2 separate regions of the Callithrix jacchus genome follow, and region 2 is linked to region 1. The links are chromatin contacts, called in public Hi-C maps. All regions are on one chromosome and are shown on one strand. Each heading gives the region's core, a stretch centred on a gene start, on an enhancer-like site or on the middle of the called end of the contact. The rest is flanking DNA. Distances are from core to core; before and after follow the strand shown.

What was found. Hi-C and Micro-C count contacts between places; a contact is called where the count stands out from the background.
Region 2: a Hi-C map of skeletal muscle shows a contact between it and region 1, with 4 times the contacts expected there. The contact joins the promoter of LOC118151379 here to the promoter of IER5L in region 1. A contact is called at or near these places in 2 of 3 Hi-C or Micro-C datasets (induced pluripotent stem cells and skeletal muscle).

Annotation. Positions count from the first base shown.
Region 1 is chr1:177,746,472-177,751,932 of calJac240_pri, forward strand. It overlaps IER5L (immediate early response 5 like), which reads right to left and starts at 3,949. Exons shown (of 1, transcript XM_035260037.3): 1 at 1,251-3,949. The coding sequence starts at 3,736. The coding sequence ends at 2,516.
Region 2 is chr1:178,076,672-178,081,565 of calJac240_pri, forward strand. LOC118151379 reads left to right here and starts at 1,998. Exons shown (of 5, transcript XM_078346196.1): 1 at 1,998-2,064; 2 at 2,904-3,297; 3 at 3,299-3,338; 4 at 3,340-3,526. The coding sequence starts at 1,998.

The DNA of each region.
Region 1 (5,461 bases), core at 2,699-5,198:
CCCTCCTCGGCAGCTCCAGACTCTTCCCGTGGGAGGCCGAGGAAGCAGCCCTGGGGGTGAAGGTGCCTTTCCTCCCCGCGACTCACGCCCCCCAGAGCCTCTTTTTCCCCCACCCCCATCGCGGACTTCCGCGGACCCCCGCGTTCTGGAGAGTGTCCCCGAGAACTTCGCCTCGCGCTACACCGGGATGCAGAGCCGAGCGGTCCCTTGCGTCCGCCTCTCGGAGTCGGGCTTGGGGGTCTCTTGGCGGCAGCCCCTCCTGTCGCTGCGGGAGGCGCAAAGGCTGGGGTGGGGGGCGCGAGCCGTCCTGCGGGGCGGCTGCGGGTGGCTGGGAGCTCGCACCGGCGAGGACAGTGCGGGGGCGAGAGAGCCAGCGAGATCAAGGAGCTGTGGGGAGTCGGCAACAAACAGCCAGCAGGCTGCCACTTTGCTTTCTTTTTCTCGTTCTTTCTTTCCTAACCCCTCTTTGCAAAGCTGGAACCATCCCGCGCGCCCCCGGCCCCGAGCCGCGGCTCCAGATGTGGATTTGGTTCCAGTGGGGAGAACGCGAGCTTCCCCCGGGCCTTGGCACATTCTCCCACTCTGAGGTCATTCCGTTGGTGGTCAGAGGGGAGCGCGCGCCGGGATCCTTCCTGCCTCCATCCACTGGGGAGGGAAGAGCGGCGGGCGGGAGAGGGGAGGGGCGCGAGGAGGGAGGGACACGCCGCCAGCACACCACCAAGTGGCACCGAGCAGTGATAACAAACTCAACTTAAAAAAAAAAAAAAAAAGGGAAAAAGAAAAGGAAAAAACTTCCCCAAGTTGCAGCCTGAGACATGCGGACGTGCAGGCAGAGGCGCGGGGCAGGGAGTGCGGGTGGCCCTGAAGCCCCTGGCGTCCCCTGGCTGCTTTCGTCGGCCACAGAGAGCTCAGACTCGAGGCCGACCAGGCCCTGCGCCTCTGCCTGGGCAGGAAATGTGCTGGAGGCTGGCTTGGCTTCCCGCTGGAGACCCCGGGGCGGCCTGTTCCCAAGGGGAACAGGACCCCCTGTAGTGGGGGCGAGGGCGGCCGAGAGACGCGCAGCACCCGATTCATCCTCAGCCACCTACATCACCCCCATCTCTCCCACCCCCGACATTGCGGATGTGGGCAGATCCCGCCCGCCCAGGCTCAAGAGAACTGGGGTTTACATAGGGGTGCGGGGGTCTCTCCCACACCTCTCTATCCTCCCCGCCACCCCCAGACAGATCTGAAAACAAGGTACCACCATATTCTGTAGTCGACTTTTTATTAAGATTAAAAATTTAAACAATCTGAACAGTTTTATCCGGTGATATACAATTTAGTATGCACAAAAATACAGGGCAATGAGGGAAAAGAGCCGGAAAAGGAAGGGTTGGCAACTTGTTTTGGGGTCCACACGGTGCTGATGGCAGAGAACCAGAGGGGCTGCAGGCGAACCCCACCTTTTTACAACAAAAGGCTTTTAAACAAATCTACCGAGCTGAAGACACAGGACAGGGTTCTCACAGGCTCGAACAATACTGGTTTCATGAAATGCAACCGAAGGCTGAACCAGGGCAGTGCAACTTAGAGAGAAGCACACACACAAACACCACAGCTGACCAGGAACTTAGTGCAAAGTCTCCAACGCAGTCGGCGGTCCCGGCCCCTCCCTCCCCCGGGGCCGCCAGGGATCCAGGTGAAGGAATCGACTTCCTTTTTTGTTTAGTGAGGACCGCAGTGCTCGGCATGATGGGAAATGTAGTCCGCCGTGCCCGCCCCCCACCCTTTTCCCAAACAGTGTCCGAGAGTGTCGGGGTGTCAGGCGCCACCCCCGAGTCCGGGAGACGGATGGAGGAGGGGAGGAGAACGGAGCCAGAGGGGCGGGGAGAAGAGGGGTTCAAGACACCCGCCCCGGGAAGAAAAGAAAAAAAAGTTGAAGTGTTTTCATTTCTGCCTTCTCATTTTGAGAACTTTGGAGTCCGCCCCCAGAGAGGAAATGTGACCCAAACGTCCCTTTCGGAGATAGAGTTTGCCTTTGTTTTTGCTCAGGATTTCACAAGACCCATTCCTCACCCCTCGGAGGGGCTCGGGAGAGCGTAACGTCGGGCTTCCGGGGTCTGACAACTGATTGGAATCGGGGTCTCAGGTCCTGCGCCCTCCTGCGCTGCGCCCCCAGCGCCCTGCCTCGCCCCCGGCTGCCCGGCACCTCCTCCGGGCAGCAGCCCTCTCTCACGTGGCAGGCTCCTCGCTAAACACCACTGCAATCACTACAATAAAAAGAAAAAAAGAGTAGGAGAAACACAAAGCATACTTAAATAGGCGCTTTTTCTCTCTGCAAAAATAAAGTCCAAGATTTTAGATTTCTTTTTTTTATTTTACAATTTATAAAACATCAGCCGCCTCCCCCAGCTCGTCCCAGCTCAGCCCCGAGTGGCCCGGCGCCCGCTCGTTCCCTCCTCTCGCCCCTTGGCCGAGTCTTTGTCTGGCCCCAGCCCCGCGGGGCCCCGGGTCCCTGTGCCCTCGGGGGTCCCTAGAAGGCGACAATGGCTCGAGTCCAGGCGCCGAGGCTGGCGAGCGCCTGCTTGGCGCACAGCTGCCCGTTGAGCGGCGGCGGCTGCTCCGAGGAGTCCGGCTGCCGGCTCACCAGCCCCGAGAAGCCCGAACCAAAGATGGAGATCAAGTTTGAGATGTTGGACGCGTCCGGGGACGAGTCCGGGCAGAAGTCCTCGAAGCGGGCGCGCTTGCAGGGGGCGAACGGGGCGCCCCCGGGGGGCTCGGCCCCCAGCTCGCCCGCGTCCTCCTCGTCGTCGTCTTCCTCCTCCTGGCCAGGGTAATACTTGCGCTTGCAGCCGGCGGCGGACGCCAAGCCAGGTCCCGGAGCGCCCTGGCCACAACAGGGGCAGTGGGCGGAGGCGCAGCAGTCCTGGTGCAAGTAGCCGTTCTCCACTGTGGTCACCACGTGAGTGTCCAGGTCCAGCACGGTGGTCTGGCTGCTGCAGTGCACGCCGAAGTCCGAGGGGGCCGGGTATGCGCCCCGGTAGAAGCCGGGGGAGGAGGCGGGGGCCGGGGAGGCTGGCGGAGAAGCGGTGGCGGCCGGAGGGGCAGCCCCTGGGGGCGCGGAGGGCGCGGAACAGGCGGCCGGGGCGCGAGGGTCCCGCGGGCAGAGCGCAGCGGGTGCGGGCGGCAGCGGCAGCGGCAGCGGCAGCGGCGCAGGACCCGGCTGCAGAGGCTCCAAGGGCTGCCCGCGGTGGGGCGCGCCGTGCGGCGGCTGGAGCGCGGCGCACCCGGGCAGCTCCGAGAGCGCCCCCGCGCCGCCCGCGGGCGCCCCGGCCGCCGCCGCGCAGCCCCTGGGCGCCGGGTGCTGGTGTTGGTGCAGCTGCTGCTGGAGGTGCAGCTGGTGGAGCTGGTGGAGCTGGTGCAGCTGGTGCCGGGCGGCCGGCTCGCGCGCCTCCGCGTCCCCGCCGCCTCCAAGTTGGAGCGGGCCGAAGTCGGCCGCGCTGGCCGGCATGCCCGGCGCCGCGTACGCGAGGTGCTGGTGCTGGTGGTGGGGCGGCTGCTGCTGTTGCTGCTGCTGCTGGCGCCGGTAGAGCTCGGCGTAGCGCTCGCTAAGGTAGAGCTGGCGCGCGTTGCGGAGCACGTAGGACACCAGGAGGTTCTTGTGCAGCTTGATGCCGCCGCGCTGGGTTCGGGAGCTGTGGATCTTGCGCAGAGAAATGCTGATCAGGCTCTGGGCGTCCAGGGCGCACTCCATGCTCCCGCGGAGACGGCGGCGGAACAGCCGCCGCCGCTGCTGCTGCTGCTAACGCTGCTGCTGTTTCTGCTTCCAGCCGGCCGCCGGGGCGCGCCGGGCAGAGGGAAAGGAGCCTGGGTCAGCGGGTCGGCTGCGCTCCGAGAGGAGCCGCCACCATGCGCTGCGCGCCACCCGCAGGCTCGCGCTCCCCAGACGGCGCCAAAGCAATGAGCCTCGGCCGGCCCCGGCCCCGGCTATTTAGCCGGGTGCCCGGGCCCCGCCCCACCTGCGTTGAGCCAATAGGAGCGCCGAGAGGCTCCCGAGTGACAGGCGCTGCCCGCCCCGGGGCTACTCGGCTGGCCAATCAGACCAAGGCGGTTCCTTTGTGCTATTCAAATACCGAACGGACCCCGGGCCTCCAACGCCGCCGCTGCCTCGAATGTTCTCCTGGGGCCGCCGCGCCGCGCGGGACTCAGAGCCGCTGGGGCTGCAGTCTGCAGCATAGGTCGCCTGGCAGCGGCTACGTTGGAGCCCGCGGCTGCCCTCGCCTCAGGTCCCGGGAGTCGGGGGTCGGCTCACCTGAGTGCTGCGGCCACGGCTCCTCCCCCTTCCGCACGGCTGGGCCTCACCTGCGGCAGGTGCGCGCAGCTCCCGCTCTGGGCCGCGCGGCGCCTCCACCTGCTCACCTGTCGGCCCCCTGGTGACCCGCGGGAGCCAAGGCCTCGCTACAGGAGGCTGGTGGGGCCGCCGGCTTGACACTGGGGGGCATCAAAGGAGCGAGGTTTTGGGGGTACCTTTCACCGCAGGGAATGCCGAGTGGCCTCTGGGAATGCTTGCGGGAGGGAGGTCCTCCCCGTTTGTCTGACTGGAAAACCCAAAACATCATGAATTTTGACCTTCTCTGATGGAGAGAGTTTCGAGGCCAGGAAGTGTTTGGACCTCGCGACCAACTGAGGCCCAAAGGCGTCTTAAGAGCCGACTCTGAGTTTCCTAATCACTGGCTCAGTAACCTTTCCTTTCGTGCCTAACTAATAATAATGACAATAGGGACTATTATTATGGGCCTAGTATGGGGCAGGCCCTTCCCGGCAATTCCCGAAATCTTGACTCCAACGTTTGCAGAGGAGGGGCCTGAGGCTGGAGGGACATGGGGAACCACACTTCCTAGCGGGCAGAGCTAGGATCTGGGACAGGACCCTGCGCTCCAGATAGGAGGTGAAAACCAAGGCCTTTGAACTCACCGACTCAACTTTTGTTGACAGTTTTCCTTCTTATCCCGAACCATTCAGGGGTCACCTTCTCGCAGGTGGGGGCTGAGGCAATGGGAGAGACAGGGTTGCTGATTCCTGGGTGCTCTATCTGGACCGAGAAGCATGAAGGATGCTGATTGCTGCTTCCAGGAGGTTTCAAAGTTGCCTAGGGTGGAGGCTGCCCAGACAGCTCCAGAGGCTCTTGGAAGTGGTCTGGAGGTTTGCCTGAGGAGGGTCCATGAGTAGAACCTTGAAGGATGAACAGGGTCTGCAGAGTCTCCCAGACATAGGTGGACCTTGTGGGGTTGGGCTCAGGGGAGGCCCGTGAGCAGCCGTTCTGCTGTTCCACCTCCTCCTCAGGGGGTCTTCTGAGTCTCTGCGTTTTGAGGCTTCCTTCTGAGTTCTCAGCACCTACTTCATCCTTTGATGGGAGTGGAGAGGCCCACAGCCACCCTGTGGTCTCTGGGTCTTTCTTCAGTCTTAAGAATTGTTTCCG
Region 2 (4,894 bases), core at 748-3,247, 330 kb after region 1:
GAGATGCCCAGAGTGGAGAGCAGAGAATCCCAGTGCCTAGCACAGTGACTGGCACACGGAAGGCACTGAAGCATTTGTTGGATGAAGAATGAATGAATGAATGATTGACTGATCTCAGGCCCAGGCAGCAAGGCCTGGTGTGCAGGGTGGCTCCTGGCAGGCTTCAGGGATAGGGAGGGGACAGAGAGGGTATTGGGAGAGCCACGGGAAGGCAGCCCTTTCTGACTTGGGAGGGAAACAGAAGGTGAGCTGTGTTTCTAGGGAAACACCCCCTCTGATGCTTGGCACCCAGGAACCCCAGATCACCCCAGTGCAGACACCCCACAGTTCTCCAGGAGGTACCACAGTGGGGCTGGTAAAGCCACGGTCTTTGGATTCAGACATTTCTGGGCTCCAGTCCACCCCTCAATGGTGGGACCGGTTGCCTCAATTTTCCCATATGCACAGGGGACTGATAGCACCACGTGCTGCACAGGTTTGCTGGGGAGGCCATGTGAGAGGTGCCAGCTCAGCACATTTGGCCTGCCATTGTTATAAACAACAGCACAGGAGAGTGGGGAGCAGAGCAGGCCAAATCGCCGGACTCCCCTGTGCTACTGACCTATGGGGTGGCTTTGGACAAGGCCCAGCCTCACTGCAGACCTTAGTTTACCCATTTGTGCAGCCAGGCCCTCCTAACTTGGACAAGACTTGGCCCTTCTCCAAGCCCCACAGAGACATCAGAGACATGTGCACACAGCCCCTGGGACTGCCGACAGACACACAGGCACACGTAGACACGTACACACAGGCACGCAGACACAGACACAGACTCACTTTCAGCCCCCACCCAGCGCCCTCCCACCCGCTCACGCTCGCTCACACTCATGCTCACACTCACACCCCCTTGCCCCAAAATCTGCTGAGCACCAACGGTTGGTGCAGGAGGGGTTGAGAACGGGAGGAAAAAAAGCCCACGACTCAGCCCGGGAAGAGGGGTGCGATGGGGGGAGGGCGGGCGAGGGAAATGACAGCCCGCGGTCCCCCTCGAGTCCCGGCTCATGAATATTAATGCGGCGGTAATTAAAATGCAGGGACTCAGCAGGATGGATGCGGCTGCCTCCGGAGCGCGGGGGAGCGCTGCGTCTTTGCAGGCGGGTGTAGTCCGCTCTTCGCAGGCGAAAGCCTGGCCGGGCTCCGGGGTCCGCGGCCTAGGGCCTGGGGCCGGGGAGGGAGGGGACGCACTTTTCGGCGTCCCGAGTGTCCCCGCCCCCCCAGACCCCCGCGGCGGCCCCTCCGCGCCCTGCCCCAGGCCGGGCCGCCCGCCAGGCCGCCGTTTCCCGGAGCCGGCCTCCTCCCGCCCTCGCGATCGGCTGATGTCATCTGCATACAACTTTCCGCTTCCCGGCCCGTCTCGGGGCCCTGAGTCACCGCCGCCCCCGGCCCCGGCGCTGGCCCGCGGCTCTGTTTGTGCAGGGCGAGGCCCCGCGGCCCGGGCCTGACGTCAGGCTGGCAGGGCCTGGAACCGCCCCGCGCCGCGGCCCCCTGGGGGCAGGACAACGCCGCTAGGGGCCTAGGGCCCGCACGTCCTCGGAATGCGGCTTCGAAGCCGGAGCCGCCCGGTGCCGCCGCCTGACCTGAGCACGCGCCTTCAACTCTGTGAACTTCGGCTTCCTCATCTGCCACTTGGCAGACTCAGCTCAGCGAATCTTCCTAGACTTAGGGGGTGAATTGTACAGTTGGGTAAACCGAGGCCCAGAGATGGGAAAAGGATCACCCAAGGTCATACAGTCACCTTGTATGGAGTTACAAGTCCTTTCTGCGGGGTCCCACTCTGTCATGCACGTGTTACCTAAGAGAGCTTCCTGGCCTGTGCTGAGAAAACTGTACCTACCTCATCTGAGGAGGTGGGGGGAGCTCTACAGCAGGACCCCTAGGCTGGAGCCCAGGTCAGGCCACTCCACTTCTGGCCACAGTTTTCTCATCTTTAGAAAGGTGCAGTGACAGTGTGAGGACCTATGGCGTCCCCCAGAACACAAGGGCAAAGGAGAACACAGCCACTGCAGTTTGAAGCCCATGGGGCAGGTGAGTCACTGTTGTCCCTACTGGGTCACTGTTGAAGGCACTAAGGTCACTATTGGTGTCACTACTGAAGTCAGGTGAGAGGGCCCTCTTGAAGTCAGGCCACCTGGGTGCAAATCCTGGCTCCTGCTTCTGGCTCCTGCAGCCAGTAGGCCTGGGAAAATGTGTTCATGCCGGAAATGCCTGCCCAGCCTGTGCCCAGTCACACTGAGCAAGTGCCCCAGGAATGTCCTGAGCCCAGATTTACTGAGGGGAAACTTAAAACCGTCTGGGTACTGGGTTGGGATCCCAGGCCCTGTGGCCTCCCAGAGGCTTAGTTGAAAGCTCTGGCTGTCACTCCCTGACCTCCACCCAGCACCTGCCCCTGTCCAGGCCTGCCCTCCACCCCTCCACCTGGTCAGTGGTGGCTCCACCTCCTCCCAGCCCCTCTACCCTTCCAGGCCATACACACCCTCAAGCTAAGGAGCTCACACTGGTAGAGGAAGGCCTGCCCTGTCCCTCCCACACACTGCCTCTCCCTCCCTGCCCCAGCCTCACTGGAAGCTTTCAAGCCCTCCGGTGCTCCAGGCTGCCTCTCCAGGCCTTCAGGCTTTGCACGTGCTGTTCCCTCTCCCAGTTTCCTGGTTAACTCCTCCGCCTCCATCCCCGACAGGCTCTTCCCCTGGAGAGTGTCCCAGTTAGCACCACCCCACAACACACACACACACACCAGCACACACTCCCCACATCACAGGGACCACATCCCACACAGCCACAGACACACTGCATGACACAGATCACAGGCACAAAGGTGCATGCTCCAGCATGCATGTGCACACACACACACTCCATATGCTGATACACTTATGCCCTGACCCCCACAGACCTTTCAACACATACCTCACATGTTCTGACACACAGTAAACACACACAGACCACATGGCTTGTGTCTGGGCTGCCCTGGTGCCCTCCTCTAGGCTCGTCCAGCCCCCAACCTCGGCCTTTACCCCTCCGTGAGGACAGGGACCCCTCCATCTCCATTTTCCTCCATTTCGGTTTAGGGCCCTGCACCAAGTCTCTCCCAGCTACTGCCTGGACCCGGACCCCTCCCACGGTCACCACTGTCACAGTCCCACCTCCTTCAAGGTCTCAAACACCCCTCCCCAGCTTCTGGCAGGAGCCACCCTCACTCCCTCTATTGCCCCTCCAGGACCAGGCTTCACGCTCACATCACCCTCACCTGGGCTTGGGGTGCCCCACCCCCACCCCAGGCCCTGGCCTCTGAAATATTTGGTGACTTTGAACTGGGCCAAAGGCTTAAGCTCACGTATGTCCAGAGCATCAACTTTCTCCTCTGCAAAATGGGCTAACACTAAAAGCACCTTGCAGAATCTCAGCATGGTAGATATTGTTAGCACAGCCAGCAGACTTCTGTGGGCTGAGTTTGTGGGTAACCCAAGCCTTGGCAGGGACAGTTCCTCCCCAGGTGAGTGTTCTACCCCCAGTGAGCATCCCGGTGCCCTTCCTGCAAATCAGGTCCCTGAGACACTTAGTGCGGAGCCCTGCGTGTGGGGCATTTGGTGGGGGTTCCTGACAAGCTACTGCGGTTGTCTGTTCCCTCTCTTTTTTTTTTTTTTTTTGAGACGGAGTTTCTCTCTTGTTACCCAGGTTGGAGTGCAATGGCGCGATCTCGGCTCACTGCAACCTCCGCCCCCTGGGTTCAGGCAATTCTCCTGCCTCGGCCTCCTGAGTAGCTGGGATTACAGGCACGCGCCACCATGTCCAGCTAATTTTTTTGTAATTTTTAGTAGAGACGGGGTTTCACCATGTTGACCAGGATGGTCTCGATCTGTTGACCTCGTGATCCACCTGCCTCGGCCTCCCAAAGTGCTGGGATTACAGGCTTGAGCCACCGCGCCCGGCCCTGTTCCCTCTCTTTAGGGGGAGCTTCCAAGGGTGGCCTGGGCTCACGTGGGCTCCTTCAGTCCAGCAGAGCACTCCCTGGCTGCCCAGCCTGTGGAGAGAACTTGCTGAGCAGGGTGGTGAGCCCCTCCCCAGGGTGACCAGAATCAGAAGACAGGGCAGGCGGCAGGACCCGGGATGGAGGGAGAGCAGCTGAGCTAACTGCCCTCGTCCTCCCTTCCCTTCAGGTTTTAGGGCCCTTCCCATGCCCCAGCAGGAACCCAGCGGCTCACGGGACCCCGGACTTAAGGATGGGGCACTTTACCCATATGCAGAGATGAGAAACAGAGACCCCAGGAGGGAAGGGACTGGGCACAGGGTGAAACAGCCAAGGGCTGCGCCTGTGTTTCCATCTGCCTCCCTCCTGCCTGTGCTGGAGTCACATGCTTGTGTGCAGGAAGCAGGAAGACAGCCGCTGCCCTCACAGGCTTAGGGTCTAGCAGAGTCCACAGGGAGCACAGGCGAGTAAACAAAGGCAGGGAGACAGAGGAGGGCAAGGAGGGGTGCCGGGCTGGGGAGCAGGGGGTTCTCATGCTCAGGGGTATAAACGCATGGACCCATATGCAAGTCCCAGAGTTTCTTCCAGAACTCCCCCCCACCCCCACGAGATGGAGTCTTAGTCTATTGCCAGACTGGAGTTCAGTGGCGCGATCTTGGCTCACTGCAACCTCTGCCTCCACCTCCCGAGTAGCTGGGATTACAGGCACGCACCACCATGCCCAGCTAACTTTTGTATTTTTAGTAGAGACAGGGTTTCACCATGTTGGCCAGGCTGGTCTCGAACTCCTGACCTCGTGATTTGCCTGCCTCAGCCTCCTAAAGTGCTGGGATTACAGGTGTGAGCCACAGCGCCAGGTCCTTTGCAGAACTTTTCTATCAATTCACTCTCCCA